Regions from separate parts of the Mus musculus genome. Here region 1 is linked to region 2. The links are chromatin contacts, called in public promoter capture Hi-C maps. All regions are on one chromosome and are shown on one strand. The core of a region is the stretch at or near the end of the contact, and the rest is flanking DNA. Distances in the headings are between cores, read along the strand shown.

Evidence for each region. Promoter capture Hi-C pulls out the DNA fragments that hold promoters and counts their contacts.
Region 1: a contact with region 2 is called in a promoter capture Hi-C map of erythroid cells, with 2.7 times the contacts expected there. The contact joins the promoter of Gab3 here to the promoter of Abcd1 in region 2. A contact is called at or near these places in 2 of 39 promoter capture datasets (cranial neural crest and erythroid cells) and 1 of 9 other capture datasets (liver).

The regions. Positions count from the first base shown.
Region 1 is chrX:75,082,503-75,088,488 of GRCm38.p6, forward strand. It overlaps Gab3 (growth factor receptor bound protein 2-associated protein 3), which reads right to left and starts at 2,403. Exons shown (of 10, transcript NM_181584.4): 1 at 2,166-2,403. The coding sequence starts at 2,237.
Region 2 is chrX:73,714,718-73,720,649 of GRCm38.p6, forward strand. It overlaps Abcd1 (ATP-binding cassette, sub-family D (ALD), member 1), which reads left to right and starts at 1,880. Exons shown (of 10, transcript NM_007435.2): 1 at 1,880-3,213. The coding sequence starts at 2,314. Bcap31 (B cell receptor associated protein 31) reads right to left here and starts at 1,487. Exons shown (of 8, transcript NM_012060.5): 1 at 1,401-1,487; 2 at 76-211. The coding sequence starts at 167.

The DNA of each region.
Region 1 (5,986 bases), core at 1,153-3,652, 1.4 Mb after region 2:
ATTTATGGACGACCCATCTTCATGAACCCCCACCACCACCAGGGAGCAGCACTACCTGTCCATGTGAGACATAGGAACATGTTTTGCCTCCTCAGTATTCCGTATCAATGCATCTCTCTCTCTCTCTCTCTCTCTCTCTCTCTCTCTCTCTCTCTCTCTCTCTCTCAGAATTATTTTTTGGGAGGAAGTGGCAGTGGTCATGCATGCCTTTAATCCCAGCACTTGGGAGGCAGAGGCAGGCAGATTTCTGAATTCGAGGCCAGCCTGGTCTACAGAGTGAGTGCCAGGACAGCCAGGGGTATACAAAGAAACCCTGTCTCGAAAACACCAAAAAAAAAAAAAAAACAAAAAACAAAAAAAAAACCCTATTTATTTTATTAATATGAGTACACTGTCACTGTCATCAGACACACCAGAAGAGGGCATCAGATCTCATTACAGATGGTTGTGAGCTACCATGTGGTTGCTGAGAATTGAACTTAGGATCTCTGGAAGAGCAGTCAGTGCTCTTAACCACTGAGCCATCGCTGTAGCCCATCAATACATCTTCAAAGTAGTTGAAAAGTTAGGGAAACAGCTTGGATGAGAGATGTGGGACTCTGTGCTTAGGAATTTGTGAAATCAAAAGCATGATGTGGGGCCAGGTATAGTGGCAATGCCTTTAATCTCAGCACTCAAGAAGCGGCAGGTAGATCTCTGACTTTGAGGCCAAACTGGTCTACACAGTGAGTTCTAGCACAGCCAAGGCTATGTAGAGGCCCTGTCTCAGAGAGAAAGATGGGGGGAGGTAGCATACTGATATTATTCAAAGAAGTGTTTATATTTTGCATCTGTGATGGCTACATGCTTAGTAGAACAACATTCTTTTATTCAATAGCACAAACAACAAAAACCTATCATCATAAGGAATATGCTGAGAAGGGACATGATGAGAAAAAGAGTTAGATTGTATGGAAAACTGCTAAGAGTGAGTCACTGTCTAACTCAGGAATGGGGTAAGGGACCACTGAGAAACTTCATATTCAGGAAAAGCTTCTGTTACAAATTTCAGAAATATCCATACATCATTGATATCTTCTTATAATTCCACCCCTGAATTTCTACATGATATGTGCTCTTTAATATGAAAAAAAAAAAAAGTACTGGCTGGTGAAATAAGGACCCCAGTTAGAAAGCTATAGACATAAGTACCAGGTAGAACCCCATTTGTGGTGGAATGCCTCAGCTGACTGCAAACCTGAACAGGGTAGTTCCCACCTGCATGCTTTGGTTTTGCAGAGAAATTAGAAATTATAAAGGACAAGGATCCATCAAGCTACTTCCAGTTCCACCAAACCCCAAGGGCAAGAAATCCTAATATCTGTATATACAACCCCCCGGGGACTAAAGTGATTCTTGTTAATGGCTAAAGACAGCTCAGTAACAATCGAGTCTTTAAGCAGAATATTTTTATGATCTTATCCTGAGAACACTAGATATAATGAACTTTTTGAGTTGTGTGCAACTTATTTAAATATGGTCATATGACGGGTAGAAAGATGTAGTTCTCCGGGGTTCCTTATTTCATAATAGGAAATGTCAATGGTTCCAGCTGTACTAGAAAAGCTCCATGTCATCATAAAGAATATGCTGAGAAGGGACATAATGAGAAAAGAGTTACACTGTGTGGTAGGCTCCCAACAAGAGTGTTCTATGATAGCTATGACAGTACTCATTACAAGAGGAATGCAGCAGCTTCACTGAGTGGCCCACACAAGTTTCCTCTTACTGTCCACGTCCCTGTCCCTCGCCCTGTTCTCGCTGTGAAATGGAACTCCAGTTGGAGACAGGGCACCCTTTAGAGAAGTCTCTCTGGTTGTTCCAGCATACAAGCTGGGTTGGGGGTTTCAGCTCCAACCCACCTCCATCTACCGCTGAGTGTGGCAGTATAGAGACACTGAACACAGCAGGCAAGAGGCACCAGGCCAGCCTGCTGCAGGACTCAGAACAGCTTGACGTGCGATTTCACTTTCCAACGTCCAATGGCCTCGCCTGCAGCTAGGGCTCTGGGAACAGTTATATTTGGCGCGCCTAGAGTCAGGGACTCCCCAGGGCCACACACGGCCACCCCACGAGCAGAGAACCGAGGGCACGAAGGCCAGGGTTGAGTCGGCACCCCTACTCACATAGCGCTGCAGCTTCCTCTCGGGAGGCGACTTGATGAGCCAGCCCATGCACACAGTGTCACCAGTGCTCATCCTGGCCGCCGCCGCCGCCGCAGCCGCTTCTGCTGCTGCTGCTGCTGCTGCTTCTTCTTCTTCTTCTTCTTCTTCTTCTTCTTCTTCTTCTTCTGCTGCTGCTGCTGCTGCTGCTGCTGCTGCTGCTGCTGCTGCTGCTGCTGCTGCTGCTTCCTCCAGCTGGGCTGGCCGCCTGCGACAGGAGGAAGTCTAGCCAGGGATGCCATGGGGCGTTCCTACCTACATAGCGCCGCCCCAAGTTGCTGAGCGACGCCCCCTCCTCGCCCTCCTCCCACCCCCAGGACTTGAGGAAGGGATGGACAGTAGTCGCTGTTCTTGAGTTTAGACTGCGGGGGGGGGGGGGGGGCGGAGGCGGGGGCGGGGGCGGGGCGGGGGTGGAATAAGCAGCAAAGATAAGAAAGCCTCTTCGAGCAATTGCTGTGCTGCAGGAGGCTCTGCTTCTGGAGACCCCAAGCAGGATGCTCTGCTGCTGTTTCCCAGGTGCCTAGATTGTTACCTTCATAGTTATAGCAGAGGGAGGAAGGAGCCTGCCACCCCTCCTCCCCCCAGGAAAACACTAGGTGACCTAATGGCAGCCAATGATCCTGTTGCTTTCATCACCATCCCTGAAGAGCTATGTCAAAAGGGTTGGTTTCCTTAGCTCAGACGCTGCAGAACAAAAATCTATGGCTCATATCTGTCATGTATATAGTTAACAGAGAAAGAAAGACTCCTCTTCCACTTCCCTGCTCCACTTGATTGTTTGCAAAGTAGTGTGATTTTTATGCCCCTCTTCCAAAGATCATTGTGTTCAATAATGAGCTTCCAGGGCAGAACTGTTTAAATGTTCTAATGAACAAAAATGATCTGAATTCAGCAGTAGTACTAGCTGCACCTTACTAAACTCTGGGGTTTTAAAAGGTAAATATAAGGTTGAGCCAGCTTGTATGCTGGGAACTCTAATAACAAAAATAAACTGATATTTATTGTGACTACTGAGTACCATATGCCAGCCATTGTCATAAGTGCTTCACAGCATCTACACAAACACCCTATAAGCTATATTGTTGAGTCAGTTTTGCCCATGCATAAGACAAGAAACAGAACAATACTGCCCCCTATATAGAGCACACACGTAGGAAGTTACCAATAGCAGAGTTAGTTGTCTGTCTCAAGAATTAGCCCCTGGGCTGGAGAGGTGGCTCAGCAGTTAAGAGCACTGACTACCCTTTCAAAGGTCCTGAGTTCAAATCCCAGGAACCACATGGTGGTTCACAATCATCTGTAATGAGATCTGATGCCCTCATCTGGGGTGTCTGAACACAGCTATAGTGTACTTATAGTAATATAATTAATGTTAATATAATAATTAACATATAACAATATATTAATCAATATATTATTATATTAATTAATTGTGTGTGTTAATTAATATACATTAATATATAACATATGATGATAAATAAATCTTTTTTAAAAAAAAGAGAGTTCATCCCTCTAAACACTACCTTCTCTTTGTGAACACACTTTAAAAACTGGAAAGCACCAGGCAGTGGTGGCGCACGTCTTTAATCCCAGCACTTGGGAGGCAGAGGCAGGTGGATTTCTGAGTTCGAGGCCAGCCTGATCTACAGAGTGAGTTCCAGGACAGCCAGGGCTATACAGAGAAACCCTGTCTCAAAAAAACCAACCAACCAATCAATCAGTCAATCAATCAATCAATAAATAAAAACTGGAAAGCACCATAGTAAAGTTAGAATCAGCATCCAAGATGTGACTACAATCCATGTGATGTTTGGTGGCATCTGGTCAGCTTCCTAATATGCAATGGTCTTTTTTCCTTGGTATAGTGCTTCTCACTTGGAAATGATAATTAGAAGAAAATTTTACAAAAACTAATTCTCTCAACATGACATTCACAATGTCTAGGGAGAGATGATATGCAGGGTTCATTATCATTGTATAAGCAGGGATCAAAGGAGAGAGTTCATTCTAGGTGTTTCAAGTGGGGATGGGTTAACTTCACAAAGGTAGCACTTAGCAAACTCATTGGCAGAACAGGAGCCATGAAATCAAGGAGTGTCACTAGTCAGGGCTTCAAGGTATACCAAGAGTACAAAGCAGAGAATGAGGATCTGTCATAAAGCTGGACTCCAGCTGCTGCCAACTCATGTCATTGCAACCATCTGTTCTCTTCACTGATTTCTGTGTCTCACACTAAACCTATATAATTAGCCAAACACAATTCTTATGGAAAAATCTAGATAAGAGAATGTTAAATATCTTTATTTAGCTTTCCTACTTCTCCAAATATACAAGGAAAATATAAGTTGAGACACACAAAATACTCCTCTTGCTACTAACTACACAAAATCATTATACACAAAATAAACTTACTATAGAAACAACATATTCACACAAAGCAATGCCATTATCCTTCCTACAAACTAAGAAAATATCTCTAAAACAAAATAGCAATGGTTTCATTGAATTGTACAATTATTCCATGTAGTCATGTCTGTGGGATAATTATTCCTCTCCTAGTTCAGGTATCATCCCAAATCAATAAACTACAAGCTAAAGAAAAACTTATAAAGGCAAGCTTTATGAATTTTTACTTGACATGTACAAAATATAGACAAAAGGAAGACAGGAAAAGTTAAGTAGGGGAAGAACACAATGGCAATAATTATGTGACTGCTCATGAGACTATGATTGGTATGTCTCAGTTCTATCCTATATTTGCTTTCTAGCCAGGACATTAACTGTACTGGCTGATTTTGTGTGTCAACTTGACACAGCTGGAGTTATCACAGAGAAAGGAGTCTCCCTTGAGGAAATGCCTCCATGAGACCCAGCTGTAAGGCATTTTCTCAATTAGTGATCAAGGGGGTGGAGCTTGTGGGTGGTACCATCCCTGGGCTGGTAGTCTTGGGTTCTATAAGAAAGCAAACTGAGCAAGCCAGGGGAAGCAAGCCAATAAGAAACATCCCTCCATGGCCTCTGCATCAGCTCCTGCTTCCTGACCTGCTTGAGTTCCAGTCCTGACTAAATTTGGTGATGAACAGCAACATGGAAGTGTAAGCCGAATAAACCCTTTCCTCCCCAACTTGCTTCTTGGTCATGATGTTTGTGTAAGAATAGAAACTCTGACTAAGACATCAACTAATCAAAATTCTTTTCATAGTGCAGTGGTTCTCAACTTTCCAAATGCTGTGCCCCTTTAATACAGTTCCCTATGTTGTAGTGATCCCCAGTCATAAAATTATTTTCATTGCTACTTCATAACTGTAACTTTGCTGGTCTTGTGAATTCTAATGCAAATATCTTATATGCAAGATACCTGATATACGACCTACAATGAGGTTGTAACTGCTTTGAGAATTTGACAGAGTTCTCAGTTGTGACCAAATTGAGAACTGCTGGCCTAGTGAGTGAAAACAAAAACAAAAAGCAAAAACCTTTCTTTCTGGCAAGTCTAGATCCCCAGTAGTTTTGCCTAGACATATCACTGTGAGGAGATGCTCCAGAGGATGCTGTGGATTAAAAAACATAGTGCCTCTTATCTCCTTGCTTAAATACAACCTTTGATTAAAAACATTCCACTTAGTAATCATGTAAGTCATACAGCCAGTTCAGTGGGATCCATTGTTGTGAAATTTCCTGGGATAAAGAATGTCAAATGGCCAGGTGGCAGCCTCTGTTTTCAATGTGTGTTTTAACACACAATGTCTCATCCTTGGAAAAGCATTTGTCCCACTGGGAACCAA
Region 2 (5,932 bases), core at 630-3,129:
CACACAGAAACTACAAGGTTCAGGGTTTGATAGCACCCTCATCATATGCTTGCTTTGTTGTTCCACTAGCCATACCTTTTTGGAGAAATGAAGGGAATGCAGAGAAGCAACACAGCAAAGACCTCTGCGTAGAGGAAGGTGGCAACTGTAGTCCACTGCAAACTCATCCTGTGACTTAAAGGGTTCCAACAGAGGGATGGGAGCTTGTTTCCTGGCAGGATACAGAAGAAACAGGAGGAACCATGAGAGCTGGAAAGTCACTGACAGGGACTGCTCAGGGACCCTGGAGAGGCTGGGGCTGCTATTCTTCACAACAGACCACAGGATTCTGCTTCAGAGCTTTTGAAACCCTGGTTGAAACAGGGTTTAACCCAACAGCAGACACTTGACCAATGATTCTAGCCAGCCAACAAACTTCCCTTGCCTGGGACAGTTACTTGTGCCCCTCCAGCAAGTATGTTACTATGACTAGGTACTTTTGTTCATGATTCCTTTCCCCGGGGCCGTCCAAGAGACTCTTAAGCCTGTTTAACTAAGAAAATGTTTCTCATAAGAATAGGAGAACCTTCTCAGCACCCATCAGGCTCCCTTGTAAGGCTAGACCTGTTTAAGAAAATGTTTCTCAAAAGAACAGTACGTAAACAGAAGGACCTCAGCACCCATTAGGCTTCCTTCCAAGAGTAGAAGCCTCTGCTGCCAGGAGCTATACATGTCTTCCAGTCGCTTCTACAGTGGGACTGGGACTGCAGTGTTCATACATGTATTTTCTGCAAACGCCACCACCTAAGCCTCTGCACAAGAAAGCAGGCCCATTTCCTCCAGAGCTTATGAGGGGCTGATAACCCTAGTAGCCTCCAGCCTCCTTCTAAAGCTGCTTTTGAAAACTAGATAGGCCTTCCGAATGCTCGCACGAATGCACAGGGTGTAGGCCTCCATTTACTCTCAAAAGGCCCACAAGAGCGACTCCTAGAGGGCGGGAATCCAGGCCAAAAGCAAATACAGGTCTCCACAGAGCACGTCCAGGCCTTACCCAGAGAAAGTTCCAGAACCAGAAAGTCTCTCCCGAAGCCAAAAAAGGGACCTCCCTGCATCCCTAGCAAGCCACAACGCCCAAGTCCACAGCGCCAGGTGGCTTTCGAGGAGCTGGGCCTACCTGGGCAGCTCTTCTGGGGGGGGGTGGGGAGGACTGGCCCCTGTCCTCGCGTCCCCTAGAGTCCCGCTCCACCTACCTCCACAACATCCCTATGCCTGATCCTGCCCTAAACTCCGAAGTCGGCCCGGATCCCTACACTTCCCAGAACCCACAGTATTTCTGGGATGCTCGCCTTCCTCCCTCATGAAGGGACTGGGGGGGAACCTCGTTGGTCCGAAAGTCAGCCATGCATGCGGACCCAGCTTACCGAGCTTCAGCCTACTCGCACGCCCCACCGCAACTACCAAACTCTCACCAATGCTCAGGCCCGCCCCCTAGCCCGCGGGCGGAAACCGGAAACGCGCGTCAGGCCCCGCCTACAAGTCCTCTAGAGGCCCCTAACGGCTCCGCCCATTGTCGTTTCCCGCCCCGCCCTTAGGCGCGGCCTGTTGCCAAGGTCTAGAAAGGAAGTAGAGGCTGACGGTTGAAGGCCCCCTGCCGCGCCTCTGACACTTCGGACACGCAGGGGTGGAGCTTGGAGGCGCCTTGGCGGGAGGGCTGGGGCCGCTTCTGTAGTGTACGCGGACTTGCTTCGTTTCTGTTGTCGGAGAGGGGGAGGGGTCCAACGGTAGGGCGAGAACGGGGTGGGGCACCCCTAACTCGGACTCCGCCTCTTGCCTCAACTCCGCCTCCTCTTCCCCATCACCACCCCTGGGGAGGGGTAGGTGGGTGGGGATTCTGGGCCTTGGCGTAGACGCTGTCGTTACTGCCGGGCTGCTCAGCGGACAAACACGCCTGGTGCCCCGGGGAGGGGCGTCACGGGGGGTGGGGGGGGAGGAGCAGTAAGAGGAGGGAGGTGGAAGGAAAGACACAGCCTCTCTCCTTAAGACCTCTCGAGGCTCTGACCTCAGGGGCTAAGGGGACAGTCTGTAGAGGGAAGCCAGTTCCTCCACCCGGGCTGCCTGAAGAGGCCACGACCCTGGAGGATTCTAACCCAACCGATCCAGGGGCCCCAGCACCACCGCGAGGGCCTAAAGCAACAGTCTCAGGGATCACTTCAAGGTTTCCAGTTGCCTAGACAACGAGCCCTGGGTCAGAGCAACAACCCTTCCAGGATCTGTCTGCAACTGTAGCCTCAGGCAGCAGTTCCAGCCCTCAGCCTGCTCACCAGTCCAGGTGACATGCCGGTGCTCTCCACTCCCCGGCCCTCACGGGTGACCACGCTGAAGCGCACAGCTGTGGTCCTGGCCCTCACAGCCTATGGAGTCCACAAAATCTACCCTCTAGTACGGCAGTGTCTGACTCCTGCCAGAGGTCCTCAGGTGCCAGCTGGGGAGCCCACTCAAGAGGCCTCTGGAGCCACCGCAACCAAGGCTGGCATGAACCGGGTATTCCTGCAGCGGCTCTTGGCGCTCCTGAGGCTGCTGTTCCCCCGAGTCTTGTGCCGGGAAACAGGGCTGCTGGCCCTGCATTCTGCTGCCCTGGTAAGCCGAACTTTCCTGTCTGTGTATGTTGCCCGCCTGGACGGCAGACTGGCCCGCTGCATTGTACGTAAGGACCCGCGGGCCTTTAGCTGGCAACTGCTGCAGTGGCTCCTCATCGCCCTTCCTGCCACTTTCATCAACAGTGCCATCCGCTACCTAGAGGGCCAGCTGGCTCTTTCTTTCCGAAGCCGTCTAGTAGCTCATGCCTATGGACTCTACTTCTCCCAACAGACTTACTACCGAGTAAGCAACATGGATGGACGACTTCGAAACCCTGATCAGTCTCTGACAGAGGATGTGGTAGCCTTTGCTGCCTCTGTAGCCCACCTTTATTCCAACCTGACCAAGCCACTCCTGGATGTGGCTGTGACCTCCTACACTCTCCTTCGAGCTGCCCGATCCCGAGGAGCTGGCACAGCCTGGCCCTCAGCCATCGCTGGCCTGGTGGTGTTCCTCACAGCCAACGTGCTTCGAGCCTTCTCTCCCAAGTTTGGGGAGCTAGTGGCAGAGGAGGCACGGCGAAAGGGGGAACTGCGCTACATGCACTCTCGAGTGGTGGCCAACTCAGAGGAAATTGCCTTCTACGGGGGCCATGAGGTGGGGCAGGTTGAGATGCTGCTTAAATAGCAGAGGAGGTGGCTGGGAGACCTATTGCAGTCAGCTATAAGCAGTAAGGGAAGCCCAACAAGGCCTTCTCAGGCTGATGTTAAAGTTGTAGATAGACACTGGGACAAGCTTGGGGGTAGGCTTTGGATGGCTATAACCTTAAGATGCAGAAATGGAGAAATGGCACCATTGGGTGGGAACTTCCCTGTGCTGGCTGCCTGCAACCTCCAAGCCACTTCTGCTTCCTTGGTAAAATTGTCTTGGACATTTTGGATTCTAGCTTTGGATTCTAGTGATTTGTGATGCTACTGGTCCAGCTTACTCCAATCTTGCAGTCAACCACTCCTGCAGCCACCTGGGAGGAATTAGACTCCTACCATCTCTGGGAGCATAGGACAGAGCCTGCTTCCTAACCTCTCTTGCCTCTCTGAGCCCTTTGAAGGCTGGCGTCCAGCAGAGTTGGCTGGCTGGGCTGTCCAGTATTATGGGCATGACTCAGCCCAAGCAGAGGTTAACAAGCAGAGCTCAGCACAGTGGCTACAGCAGTAGTGTTGCTGCTCAGGGTCAAGGCTGTCAGAACCCCAGGCACGTCGGGTTAGTTACTGACAGGCTTGGCAAGCAACCTGCCTAGTTGCCTCCCTCCCTCCCAGGGATAGGGATACCTGGCCTCTGCCATAGAAGCCTGACAACCTTTCTCACCCCCACCCCTGATGTCCTACCCCCAGTGTAGCCACCCTTCCACCCAGATCCCAGCTACTTTATGAGGTGGGCTAGGGCCAGGGATGCCTGGCAGACACTGAGAAAGGCTACTTTAAACCAGTGTAAACTTTATTCTCTGACAGCCCCTCCCCTTCTTTGTGCCTCTTGTGGTTGCAGCTGCCTCAGGCCTTGTTCAGGCTTCTGGTTTCGGTTCCCTAGTGCTTGGGGCGGGGGAGGGATACAAAAGCACCATTTCATGAAGGCCTGTGTGTTTCCTGGGTCAGGTAGCCACTTGCCCCAGGACCTTGTCCCATTGGCTGCATTTCATATGTACAATCAGTTTTGTCCTCGACTTTTAGAAAGGATTTGTCTTTACACTCTGCAAAGAGGTTCTCTGGTCACAGTCAGGTTTCAGATTAGGAGAAAAAGTGCATCACCCTTACTATAACCCCAGTTCCATTCTCTTCTCCTGAATGCTGGGCTGCAGGGCTTTGGCAAGCTGCCAGGGCCTTGGGTGAGGCACTTGGCACAGTACTTGTAGCTGTATCATCAACCTTAGCTGGCACTACTATCAGCTTGAGGCACGAGCCTAGATTACCAGCGTGCAGCAAAGGTGGTGCACTCACTTCAGGAATGAGAGGCTGGATTTTTGGAAACTGGGCTGTATGAGCAGTTCTAGGCAGAGGGCACAAAAGAGAGAACACTGGTATTTAAAGAGACTTCCTTTGGGCTAGTTTCAGGAAATAGCAAATTAAACAATAGAGTTCACTTGCTGGGACTCAGAGACCTTGTGTAAACCCTTGGCCTGCTTGTCTAAGCCCCTTATGTAAAGCTGTATGGTATGATGGGCCACCATGGGTGGATTGACTGCCCTTGTTGTATAGGCACATGTCCCACTCTAGTCCTACTGGTTGCTGTACTGTGGACATGGGCCTGGATTCAAGTCAAGAGTTTATGAAAAGGGGACTAACTGGCTGACTGGCAGGCGAACAGCAGGGTATAATTTCCTTACTAGAATTTCAGACAGTGCATATGCATGTGTACATACATGTATACAAGCCTCTTGCTTAAAAGAACAAAGTAAATCTTAAGTCATCTTCATTTGTAAGAATCTGGTTATTAGGCTGAGGCAGGAGGTTCATTGTGAGTTCAAGGCCAGCTTGGGCTACATAGTGAGTTTCTGGGATACAGAGCAAGGCTGTCTCAAAACATAAAAGCTAAGCATGGTAGCACCTTTAATCACATCACTTAAGAAGCAGAGACAGGAAAATCACCACAAATTTGGGGTTGGCCCTGGTTTACATAAAGAATTCCAGAGCAGCCAGGGCTATATAATGAGACCCTCTCTCTCAAAAACAAAAACAAAACACAAAAACAAACAAAAAACCAACCAGAAGTCTGGTTCTTTAGAGCTGGAATATAGCTCAGTGGTAGAGTACTCACCTAGTACACTCAAGGCCTAGAATGCCCAAGACTCTAGGTTCTATCCATAATACCTCAAAAGTAAATAAAAATCTGGTTCGCTTAACAGCCCAGTCCATGCAGTTCACATTTCTACACTCCTTGCTACTTCTAGGCAACATGAGCTTGGGCAGGTCACTTTGTCTCTCTGCTTATGTGTCCTAGAATAGACATGAGAATATGCACAATAAGGTGTATGGCAGTAAATTGGGAGAAAGAAGACAAACAGTGGCATAGAGGTGGGGAGCAGAACAATCCAAAATACAGTCACCTTGCCATGACTACTTGTGGCTACTCCTCTGAGGCCTGTCTGACTGCGGTTCCTATCAGGATTGAGAGCGTATTCACCTGGTTTGGGTGGGGAATCCAGTGTAAGTTTCTCACAGAAAAGAGCCTGGGAAAGAAACAGGGCATGGAGATTGTTGACTGAGTTTTACAAAACCAAGAACTTTATCATTTGCTCCGTGCTATTCTTAGAGCTATTGATCATGATGTCTGGGGCAGGGAGGCACTAGGAAGGAGCCAAAAGAAATGGGGTCAGCAGAAGATG